Linked DNA regions of Mus musculus: all the other regions are linked to region 2. The links are chromatin contacts, called in public Hi-C maps. All regions are on one chromosome and are shown on one strand. Each heading gives the region's core, a stretch centred on a gene start, on an enhancer-like site or on the middle of the called end of the contact. The rest is flanking DNA. Distances are from core to core; before and after follow the strand shown.

Region 1 (4,143 bases), core at 547-3,046, 350 kb before region 2:
TTGACTACATCAAAAACATTTCATAGCAAAGAAAAAAATAATAAAAGGGAAACCCATGGGACAAAAAAAAATTGGAAACTTTTATCAAAGCAAAATTCTACAGACCAAGGAACCTCTGATACATAGGCTTATTAAGCCAATAAAGAGGCAAGGCAGAAAATGAGTGAATGAATGAACAAATAAACAACAAGTGAATGAAGCAATGCCAACTGGCTCAGTCCTGGACGAGCTCTTATACCTGCCCAAGGCATAAAGCCGTAATCCACATTTGAACTGTTTGCACATTAACTTCCCATATCTGTTCTTTCCTTTCTGCTTTAACCCTTGCAGTTTAGGAAAGCTTAAAATTTGCTTTTATCAGTATTTATCAAATACAAAATTAATATCCAAAATATATCAGTAACTATATAAAAGTAACAAAGCGACATGACTCAATTTAAAAATTAGGCAAAGGACTCAAATAAACATTCTCCAAAGGAAGCCTATGAATTTCCAACAGTACTTGAAAGGATGTTTAATGCTAACGATGGAGGCAATGAGAAGTCACCTGCCATCTCCTAGGATGGCTATGACGATGCAGAAAAAGGGAAAGTTGTTTGCTGGGTGGGACTGAAACTGGGACAGTCAATGTGAAACCAGTGGAGAGGGGCCTCAAGCCGGATAGAGAACTAGCTTAAGCTCCCGCCACGCCAGGTCTGTGCATACGTGCAAATCAGCTCTGGAAGAGCTCTGGACTCTCGTGTTCGTTATTACAGTACTACTACAGCAGCCAAGTCATAATAACAATCCAAGTGCCATCAGTGAACGATAAATAAGGAGAATGCAGAGCGCACGTGCACACACACAAAACTTCTCAACAGTGTTGAATAAAAATTTGTGGTAATTATTACAGTAAAAACAGCATAGTTTATGCCTTAAACTCATATATTTGTACTTCAGCTAAAAATTTCTAAATAAAAACAATACAAAAATAGATTTAGAGAAGGCTTTTTATCCATGCACAAAGAAACAGTCACCTCAGACAATTCTTTTTTTGAACAGTCATTGCTTCAGGTCTCTGGAACTAGGTTGTGGTATGACAGAATATAGGATGAAGAATATTACAGTAATAAAAATAAGGCATTTTTCTTCCCTGGGCTGCTCCTGTCATTTAGTTTCTGCATATCCTAATTCATATTCTGAGCAGAAAAGGAGCTGAGAAGCGGTGTTTTATTAACCCATCGCAGCTCCCCACTCTCAGCACAGAGCTAAGTTTCTAATTATGCATCTCACAGAGAAGCATCCCTGACGGCTCTGCATGCACAGGATGCATAATGTAGCTTTTGTTTTCAGAGATTTATGTCAAAGACCTCTTCATTAAATGCTGTGGGAGGGCAGATGCAAGTCTAGGTTAAAACAAAACCCAACATGCTGATAAAATAGTCATCTAGGAACTACACCAGTGAGAGCTCCTAAAGTGGTCCTTCTCCAAAGGCTGCGAGACACACACAGACACATGCACACACACACACACACACACACACAGACACACACAGACACACACATGCACACACACACACACACACACACACACAGACACACACAGACACACACATGCACGCACACACACACACACACACACACAGACACACACAGACACACACATGCACACACACACACACACACACACACAGACACACACAGACACACACATGCACACACACACACACACACACACACACACACACACACACAGGAAGACTGTTGGAACTGGTCGGTGTGGTTTATGAGGAAGCTCAACCAAGACTCTGTTGGTTACTCATTCAGTTTGAAGGTGGGTCCAGGGAAATGCAGCTGCTGTAAAGTGATGAGGTGCCTGTCAAGACTTTGCTGAATTCTGCAGCATCTGTCTTGCAGCTTAGATGAGTCTGCAGCAAGAGGATGAGGGAGAGTGGAATTCTGGTCAAAGAATGGCATCTAGAGCCAAGGGCAGGCCTGCCTCCAAGCTGCAGTGACATCTGGTGAGGAGGAAGTTGGCCTGACATGCTAGGGAAGATCAGAACAGAAACATCTAAAATTTTGCAGGATCTCTCCCTCCCTCCCTCTCTCAACTGTAATACAGGCCCCTCAAAGAAACAGCCACTTGCTTGATTCCAGGCTGATACTGCCAGCAGGACTGCAGACCAGAGGAGCAGAATTCCACCATGGCTGTGCCTGTGGCACTGGACCTGCTATGTTCCTGGTTTTGGACTCAGTTTCCTCTTCTGTAAAATGGGGCTATTAATACTTCAGTATCTAGGCAACAGGCTTTTTATGTAACATCCTTACAACAGAGCTTGAAAGTAGGTCATGAAGATCTGCTAAACAATAACTCTAGCAGGCAGGTGACTCATACCTTTTTTTTTGCAGGCACTAGAAAGGCACAGAGGCAGATGGAGTTCTCTAGGTTCTAGGCCAGCTTGGTTTACATAGCAAGTTCCAGGACAGTGAGGGTTACAGAGTGAGTATCTGTTTCAAGAACAATAGCAAACAATTCTATTTGTAAGTAGAGAGGAAATGATATTGTTTTTGTTACTAGACAATGAGTTTATTAATAATTTGAACACATCCATGCATCTCTGGAAGATATTTATGATGCCATGTAAATGAAATTATCTAGAAGTGGCATTACATTCATTAATTTTATAGCTAAAGAAACTGAGGCACAGTTAAGTATGAATGATTCTTCTCCAAATCTTGCAAAAACTGCTCAACTGGCTGTGAGCAGAACAGATACTCAGTGAACACTGGTGGCCTGAGACCTATCTGTGCATGTAACAGACAGAAACATCTATTACGTTCTAATTTCTTAATTTTACAGAGGGTAAGCAAGAACGGGGCTATGCTTGGTACCTGGAACCATTCTGTGTGCACAGTACTCTTTAAGCAAAGGAACAGTCATCCACTGGTGATATATTTGTGATATACAATGGTGATATACAGTGAGTGGCTGTAATGATGACCAAATGAGGGTTGAAATCAAAGACATGGAAGCACAGTTACTTCTTAATGCCCCTCATGTGTTGACCAAACAATCACAGGCAGTTCCCCAAATGGCTCTCAGTGAGTGCTGCCTGAATGTACTCTGTTGTCAAAGACAAGTAAGCATGGTCCATCACAGTGTCCGCAATGCTGAACTCAGTTATTCTAGAGTGCAATGATTCTAGAAAGTTCATTAGTCTTTGTCTCTGACTTTCAACTAATGTAAAAACAACAACAAAAACAACCCCCCCAAACAAAACAAAACAACAAAAAATCAAAACTATCACAATTGTTTTTTCTTTTTAAACACTGAAAGGCCATTTTGTTTATCTGGTGAAATATGATCAAAAGTTACCCAGTTGTTGAGGGGCACACACAGAAACTTAGTTGTCCAATGGCAAAGGCTCTGCCATGAATTGTCAGACAGGACTGAATGAAATTGCTGGTTAGTGACTGCTCCCAGATGCCTCCAGAGCTATTTGTCAGGTTCTACCTGATGGTTGTATAACTCTGGACAAATTTCTACATTCTCTAAATATCAATTTTGCCATGTGTAAAACGTGCACTCAGTGCTTATTCTATGGCACAGTGGTAAAAACCATTCGTAAGCACCTGGCAAGCACTTGGCAGCTGCTGTGGGTGCTTGCATGCTTTATAAAGGTTAGTGGTTACTCACAGGAAGGGAGCTGGCATCTGGTTCTGAGGCTGAGCTAAATGCCTGAGTGGGGTGTCTCACTCAGGATCACTTTCAGACCCACAGGAGAAACAGCCTCCTGCACAGGCCCTGCTGTGCACAGGCGGAAGGCGCACACTTGGCCCCGACAGCAGTTTCAGCAAAGCAGCTGTTGGCTGTGCAGGAACCCAGAGCTCAAAGCAAAGAATAAGCACAGCACACACCTTGCACACACCTGGCTACAAGACTGCCTGTGTGTGATGCTCAGAGAGACGGTGCCCCAGGGGACCATGTTCAGCAACACACTGGTGGCTTTTCAGCAGCACCACTTGCAGGCAACACATATGGCTGACTTGGGTTTTTAATTCCAAGTAAAAGAGAACCCAGTTAAAGACTCTGAGTCAATCTTATTGGCACCATAACCTCCTTTCCTTTTTCTGCGTGTGTACTCTATTTTTCATTTTCAAGAT
Region 2 (3,826 bases), core at 301-2,800:
GAGACGTCCTATGCTCTAGCCCAGGGAGGTGGGTAGAATACAGTGTTGGAAACACATACGCAGTAAGAGGGAATTAAAATATTTCAGTCACTGAAGTGATAATACAAAATGTATATGTTAGAGAGATTACGGTACCAAGAAAATGTAATTGTAGAGAGTTGATAATGGAGGCATAATTTCCAGGTAGAGGACCAGCCAGAGCTCTGAGTGCTGGCGGAAGGGATGATGGCCAAGGAAAGGGTGGGGGTAGGGATCATGTACATGCTGATTACGTCAGAGGTCAAGAGGGAGCTCGGGTCAGGCAGTCAATACCATGAGAGCATTGGTAATGAAGCCATGGGGATAAATGAGACCATAGCTAGTCTCATTTATTTTTATGATTATTAATAAATAATATTTAGTAAAGGCATTGGTGAGTTTCTGGTGTTCTGTAGCATTTCCTATTAGTATGCATAAGGAATGTTGGCATGAAATGAATTTTCTGCTCCTTCACAGCAATCTCTCCTGTGATTTCTTCCCCCACCTATTGCTTTTCCTGTAGATGAAGCTTTTTTTAAAAACTCTGTGGACAAGAAAGTGTTCGCTGTCACTGAGAAATACCACGGCTATCACCCTCCCTGTCACAGTGATGAAGAGCACTGGCAGGAATTAGGAAGACTCTGGGTCTTAGTTCTCACCGTTTCAGTTCTGACTCCTTGGTATATCCATGGTATATGCCATGGAATATCAAGGCATTTCATAGTCCTCAGCTTCCTCTTCTACAAAATGAGGCTAACGGGGTCGACTGTGTAGAACAGCTGTACAACCCACCTGCAGTGATGCAGTAAGAATGGTTGGCGTTCACCTGGCCTACAGAAAATGGTCAGATGTGAGCTCTTAACACTGATAGCGATAACTGCATTGTCTTTCCTCTGTGTGTGTGTGTGTGTATGTGTGTGTAATGAAATGTCATGTAAATGAAAAGCGCTTAACTATCAGTTAGCCACATGTTTGAAATAGCAGGTTGGTGTTTCCCACAGGGATGTACCTGGTCTGCCCTGATTATAGATGCTGTCTCCCTGCCAGAAAAGAGAGCCTGACTTTCTGCCTCTCGTTGTTCTAAATAAGACATTTTCCTTCTCTGGGAGCCTTTCCCTGGAGCTGAGGCACGGCATTGGCCTTGTGGCCTGCACTAGCACTGTGACCACCACACAATCACATCATGCCAGGCACCAGGCTGACTGGTACACACCAGCGCCCAGGCAGATCCCTGCTCCTGCATTTACATAGCTCTAACTCTGTTGTTTGGAACAATTCGATTTCCCAGCTCCTGTGGCTGTGGGTAGCTGGGGTTCTCTGGAAAAGATGGAGAAAATCATGAAGTAGTTTATTTGGCATGAGTCTCCAAAACATAACCACTTTTCCTTGTGGAAACTGAGTCAGGCATTTCCTCTCCCAAGGCTAGGGTGTGACGTGTGCTGAGAAGGAAACAACCGGCTATGCCTCAAGGAAATGCCTGACAGGCATTTGCTTTCCTCGCACGTCCTCCCTCAGTGGGTAAGCTGCTCTGAGGATGCGGTCACATCAAATCTCTCTCCCTGCTCTAAGCATTTCTTTTTCTGGGGTGTGGAGCAGCTCTTCAGGGAAGAAAAGCAATTTGATGTCAGGGGCTCCTTTGAGCCTTGGGAATTAGGCCTCAGAACCTTGGAATTGGAGCTCAGCTGCTGCTAGAAAATACACTGTGAATGTTTTATTCAGTAATGCATATATAACATTGAGCAGAATCCAAATACATAAATCACTTATACAATAGCTGTTAAGAGCTACCTGCCAGCATTTCAGAACGCACTGCTGGACTCACTTCCAAGGTCCTTTACTGCCATCTGCTGGCCAAAAGTTTGTTTTATGTTGGTGAATTCTTTAGTAATTCTTCATAAATCAGGATTTTCTGAGGCAAAAATTTCCCCCAATAAATGGACAACTGCCTTGTTTTTTGTTTTTTAAGATTGCAGACACCATAGCACTCTAGAAGTATGACAGAGGCAGTTTCTCCTTTCTGGCTTGATTCTCACTGTGTGCTTTTCTGAGCCGCCTAGACCAAGGCCCCATCAGCCTGCATCTCAAGATCAAAGCTATGCTCAAAGTATCTTTAAAATGGGTCCTGCTGTTGTTACAGTCAGCCTTTCAATAATGTTGGCCTACTACCACCAATATATTACATCAATGAGATCAGAATCCTGAACATCACCAGCAAAACCTACTTAAACCAGCCCCCAAAAGTCTGCTTGAAGTGTAAGTTCTAGACCCTTCAGTGTAGGCACTGAAGGCCTTAGTGCACTAACAGATGTCTTTTGAGTCTCTTGAAGTCTGTCAGTGTGAACATGAAGTGGGAACATGCTGGTCTTTTCTGCCCTGAAACAATGCGTGGGGCATCTCAGCTCCTTGGAGGTCCATGAAATGCTGAGCAGGAAATACCTAGAATGAGTAGACCATGGTGAACCATGCAGAACAGGATCAGGGGGTGCTGTAGAAGATAGCACTGACCTGCAGACTGTGAGATATGGGGGCTGGGGAGGGCAAGATGCCTAGGGACTCTATAGTGAATAAAGACTGTGTAAAACAGAAGATGACTGAACTGCTATTGTGTAGTATACCCTTAAAATCTGGGTGTGGCTATAGTCCCAAAGAGGTGTAACACTATCTTTTGATACAAAGAATGTTATTTTTCAAATTTAAAGGAGAAAACGTTTAAACGTGGCTTTTTATTTTCTCCATAAACAGTTGAAGAAAGTGTGGAATGGAAGAGTAGTAGAAGTTAAAATAACAAATGTAAGGTAGACTCTTATCTCAAGGATCGTGAATACCCATTATTGTTGTATAATAAACAACCTGTCTGATGGTGGATTGCAGTAAGAATCTTCATTTTATACCATACTCTACTTCTCCAGGTCAGAAATCCAAACATGGCTGAAATACAAATACAATGATCAGGGACCCAAAAGCTGAGCCCCAAGTCCTCTTATTCAATTGTCAGACAACTGGTGCTGGCTGGCAGCTGGGGGCCAGGCCAGGGATTTCAGCCAGACCACAAGTGGGAGCTCTCCCTGTAGCCTGGGATTCCTCATAGCATGGCAGCTTCCCAGGTCTAGAATTCTAAGAATGAGCCAGGCAGAAGTCACATTACTTCTAGTGCCGTGCAATATTTCTTCTGCTGTCGTTGGGGTGTAAGGGTCAGAGTCACAGAACCTTCCAGGCACAGTAATAGTGTCTCCATGAAGATTTAAGTCACACTGGAAGAGGGACATTCAGGGCACAAGTCTGTCCTTGGAAACAACCACCGACAAGGTTTGTTTTGCACATTACTGTAGGTTCCTTGCACACACAGATAACCTCACAGAATATGCCAGAGGCCCTTGGTGGCCTCAAACCCATTTTCAGTGGGTGATTGGTTGGGCCAGTGGGCCAGCTTTTGTTCCAAATCCCCCTCCAGTTTGCAGTCAGACAAGGTCCAAGGCTCTGTTGGTCTGACCTTCTTCATCCTGAAAAGAGAAAGACTGGGACCCACCATGAAACTCATGGTAAAGGCACTTACCAGCAAGCCTGAAAACCTAAGATGGATGCCTGGAATTCACAGGATAACAGAAAGGGACAACTTGGGCAAATTGTCTCTTGACCTCTATGCATGCTTCATAGCACACATGTACATGCACACACATAAAATAGATAAATGTGATTGGAAAAGAGAGTGGGCTGTGGAGCACAGTGGTAGGTCACATGCCTGTCAGTCAAGCTCAGGGCTTTGAGTTCCATCTCCAGTGTGGAAGAAAGAAAGGCTGAGCTCTGGTCA
Region 3 (3,620 bases), core at 783-3,282, 490 kb before region 2:
ACTTTCATAGGGGATGGAGTTTAATACACAGTCAACTGATGACTGAAATAGTAAGTCGAAAATTCTAGAAATAAATAATTTATGAATTTTGATTAAGTTTCATTATAATACATCATTCTAATTATTCTATTTGCATTATTAATCTCTTACTATGCCTGACTTAAGCAATTAACTTTTTCACTATATGCAGAGAAAGGAACAAACACAGCCTGAATGAAAAGGGCTCAGTATGAGTTACAGTTCAGATACTTACACAGTTTATAGAATGAATGTCTTCCTAAAGAAAGAATCTTATACTTGCCCCCATTCAAACACATACACATATTGAAGGCCACTGGTTGGCCACTGGACAAAAGCACAAATTCTCCCAACAGTGCTGACTCCAGTTTGCCAACAGAAATGTGGGTATTTGCTTTGTTTCTATGTTTAAGAGTTCCTTTAAGATTGATTTTCTATTATAAAGTAACTACTATGGGATAAGATGTTTGCCTGCTTGAACAATGCTCCTTGCTTCTCTTTCCTTGGCTGTAATACTCTTAAACACATCTTCCTCTTTGCAGACACTGAGAAATGCAGGGGGCATGAAGGGGAGCGAAGTAGTGGTGAGTCCGTAGGCAGGTAGAAGAAAGCAAGCAGCTAACCAAACTAAGAAAAATATTCCCACAGAGGGGAAAAAAAAGGGGGAAGCTTTGTACTGAAGCAAAAACATTTGACCATCAAAATTCTCATCCAAGCCAGAGTCTTGAAGGCACCAAGTGCCATGGGGGAAATAAAACAGTTGACAACCTAGTAGAACTCTTATCCCATCAGAATGTCTACACCTCCTCTTACTTTCATTCCTTAGACATTGTTGTTTTGTACAAACTATGTTTAGAATGAGCGGGATAAGCAATCTGGGAAGAGCTGCAGTACAGGAAGAAGGTGACGAAATAGAGGATGGGAAGGAAAACGAGGAGGAAATAAAGGCAGAGCCTTGGGGAGAGTGACTTGCATGTCAAATTGGATCCACGGGAAGGAGACACCAACACATGTCCAAGGAGCCCACTGCGCACGAGCATTCTTGTAACAAATGCTAGGACATGATTTAGGAAGCAGCAAACCTAGTGAGATATTTTTCCCCCTGAGGAAACTTGGGGGATAATACTGGCTGCAGGTATGCATTAGTCCTGAAAGACTTGGGACTGTGTTTCCCAAAGCCAATATATACAGACTCTTTCTGTCTGGAGCAGAATAAACAGAGGCTATCGTAGTCGAGTTTACCTAGAATAGAGCCCAGGAGCCTGATGAACTTGGGGACTCTTGACACCTAGAGAGAAGTCGTCTGGAGCAAGCAGACAAGGAAGCTGTGGTAGAGACCCTGGATGCTAGTGGATAGTCACAAATGCTCCTGAGCTAAGCCTTGATGCTAGAGATGTTCCTAGCTGTTTGGAATGAATCAGGAGGAGACACAGACACGAGGAGAATGTGCAGAAGGCTGAGGGGAGGTGGTGCACAACAGCTCCGACTAGTGCATCAGTGCTGACTATTCCATCACACACGGAGCCCACATCCCCCAAGGCAGCATGGAGCAACTCCGCTCACTTGGAAGGCAGCCCAGGGCAAGTGGAAGAGGGAAGTTGGAAGAGAGTCTGTGAACCCTGGTCATGGCAGAGAGGAGTGAATGAACCAAGTATCGTGGGATGAGGATGTTCTCAGAGGATGGAGCAAGTGCTTGCATATCCAGGGGGTTGGATCTGTTTTTCACTTTGGACTACAGGCTCTAGGTGCTTTTAAACCTTGTGTTAAATTTGGCTTTGGTATCTGATCTTGGTAAGGTTTATTTTTCTAAGCCTTAATCATTGCTCTTGCCAACTGGCATGAATGAGAATATCTATTTATAGAGATACTGAGACCATCAAATCAAATGAGGGAAGGCACACATTTAACAGAGGGTTGGGACTAGGAATTTGAGGAGAGGGACAGAGGGTGTCCAGCCATCCGTCATGGGAAAATGCTGTTTGAACAGGCAGCAGGAAGGATTCTTGTTTGATACATGACACATCTTGAAGAGATTTCAAGGGAATTATGCAGTGTAGAAAACCCACTGGGAGAGTCACATGGGGTACGATGACATGCACATAAGACAACAGTTACAGAGATAGAAAGTAGTAGTGGGTACAGACTCGGTACAATGAGAGAAGGAGGGTGGGAGTAACCATCTGATGGAACGCCTTGGTGCCCAACATGTATGCTGTGGAGAATCAGGGCCAGGAGCCATTGGTTGTTAAATACTTTGAACTTAACTTCTCATCTTATACGCTTTCGTTTTGCATCTAGGACATGAAAACAACAATGTACCAATTGTTCATGGAAGTTTTCTTTTGGGATCCCTGAAGCTTTGACTTTTTTCTTCTAAATGTAGGGTCTGTGATAAGTATTTTGGATCTAACTGTTGGAAAGGAATCTGACTAGCTTCGTGACTTGTAACCAGCTCTTCTTGCTGTTACCATATGGTGTTTCCTTTAATAAAAACATTTTGCAGAAATAATGATAAAAAAATTACTTTAAACTTGTATAAAAGTTTGAGGTTTCTGCTGATAAAAGCACCCCTTTAATCATGTAGATAGCTGTGTATCTGGAAAACTGGAAAACAACCTCTGCTCTCTTGGCTACTTTGACACAATCAGCATTCACTCGTGTGTCTGCCATTCATCTTTGGTAGTGTTTTGACTCTCGTTCACTGACCTCACTATAGACTGCAATATGTAAGCTCAGAGCTCCTGCACTGCTCAGGATCCCACTTTGATGGCTTTCAGTAGCATGAAACCCCAGTTCTACAACAGCCTTGGCACGCCGAGCCATTTCTCATCAGTTCAAACAATACAGAATCAAAACTGACCCAGCTTAAACCCAGATAAACAAAACAAACAAACAAACAAACAAACAACACAAAACAAACAGCCTGGAGGTGTACAGACCAAAGATGTTCATGTTGTGATGGGGGATCTAGGTGCTTTCCTCTTTCCCTTCAGTAGTTCTGATCATGCACGTATGGTCCCCATTGTGTGACAGAAGGCCACAGAGCCACAAATCAGCACTGCACAGATAAGAGATGGGGCTGCACGGAAAAGGTCACAGGGGCCAGACAGGTCAAAAGCCTCTAGGGCTGGGGCTCCCAACCTTACTAATGCTGTGACTTCTGATATGGGTAATGGTGGGGGAACCGCATGTTTCTCCAACCATAAAATTACTGTTGTTGCCATGTCATATCTGTAATTTTGCTACTGTAAAGAATAATAAGATAAATTTCTGACATGAAGGATGATCTTAGGTGATCCCTGTGAAAGGATTATTTGACCCCAAATGGGCCACGACCTACAAGTTGAGAGCCACTGCCCTAGGAATCTTACAGAAAGTTCTGCTCATTCTCCTTAGCCAAAACTGAGTCTCCAGACTACATCTAGGATGAAGGAAAGGAAGAGATGGATGAAGTTAAGTCAGTCAACTGATAATATCCTGATTTAACCTACTCCAAAAGGGAAACAGGTGGGCTCCCTTGCATCCCTGTGTAATGTGACGTTTGAAGATACTTTCTCATTTGTTCCCTATTGCCCTTTAGGAATGCTTGGCATGATGTTCTG

Evidence for each region. A called contact is a pair of places that touch in the nucleus more often than the background predicts.
Region 1: a contact with region 2 is called in a Hi-C map of cerebral cortex, with 3 times the contacts expected there. The contact joins two enhancer-like sites. A contact is called at or near these places in 1 of 484 Hi-C or Micro-C datasets (cerebral cortex) and 1 of 9 other capture datasets (embryonic stem cells).
Region 3: a contact with region 2 is called in a Hi-C map of cerebral cortex, with 2.2 times the contacts expected there. The contact joins two enhancer-like sites. A contact is called at or near these places in 4 of 484 Hi-C or Micro-C datasets (bone marrow-derived macrophages, cerebral cortex and cortical neurons) and 2 of 115 datasets of contacts at active chromatin or transcription factors (embryonic stem cells and extraembryonic endoderm stem cells).

What each region holds. Positions count from the first base shown.
Region 1 is chr13:36,366,109-36,370,251 of GRCm38.p6, reverse strand. The region is part of intron 5 of Fars2 (phenylalanine-tRNA synthetase 2 (mitochondrial)); the gene reads right to left. Among named protein-coding and RNA genes, the nearest start is that of Gm40912, 160 kb to the right of the region's middle. Within about 2 kb of position 1,796, at least 39 of the 459 cell types and tissues checked have an H3K27ac peak or open chromatin away from gene starts, as enhancers often do. A contact at or near this core is called in cerebral cortex, where this site is marked.
Region 2 is chr13:36,017,460-36,021,285 of GRCm38.p6, reverse strand. All of the region lies in intron 2 of Lyrm4 (LYR motif containing 4), which reads left to right. Among named protein-coding and RNA genes, the nearest start is that of Ppp1r3g, 51 kb to the right of the region's middle. Within about 2 kb of position 1,550, at least 43 of the 459 cell types and tissues checked have an H3K27ac peak or open chromatin away from gene starts, as enhancers often do. A contact at or near this core is called in cerebral cortex and cortical neurons, where this site is marked.
Region 3 is chr13:36,504,438-36,508,057 of GRCm38.p6, reverse strand. All of the region lies in intron 6 of Fars2 (phenylalanine-tRNA synthetase 2 (mitochondrial)), which reads right to left. Among named protein-coding and RNA genes, the nearest start is that of Gm46409, 110 kb to the left of the region's middle. Within about 2 kb of position 2,032, at least 20 of the 459 cell types and tissues checked have an H3K27ac peak or open chromatin away from gene starts, as enhancers often do. A contact at or near this core is called in cerebral cortex and cortical neurons, where this site is marked.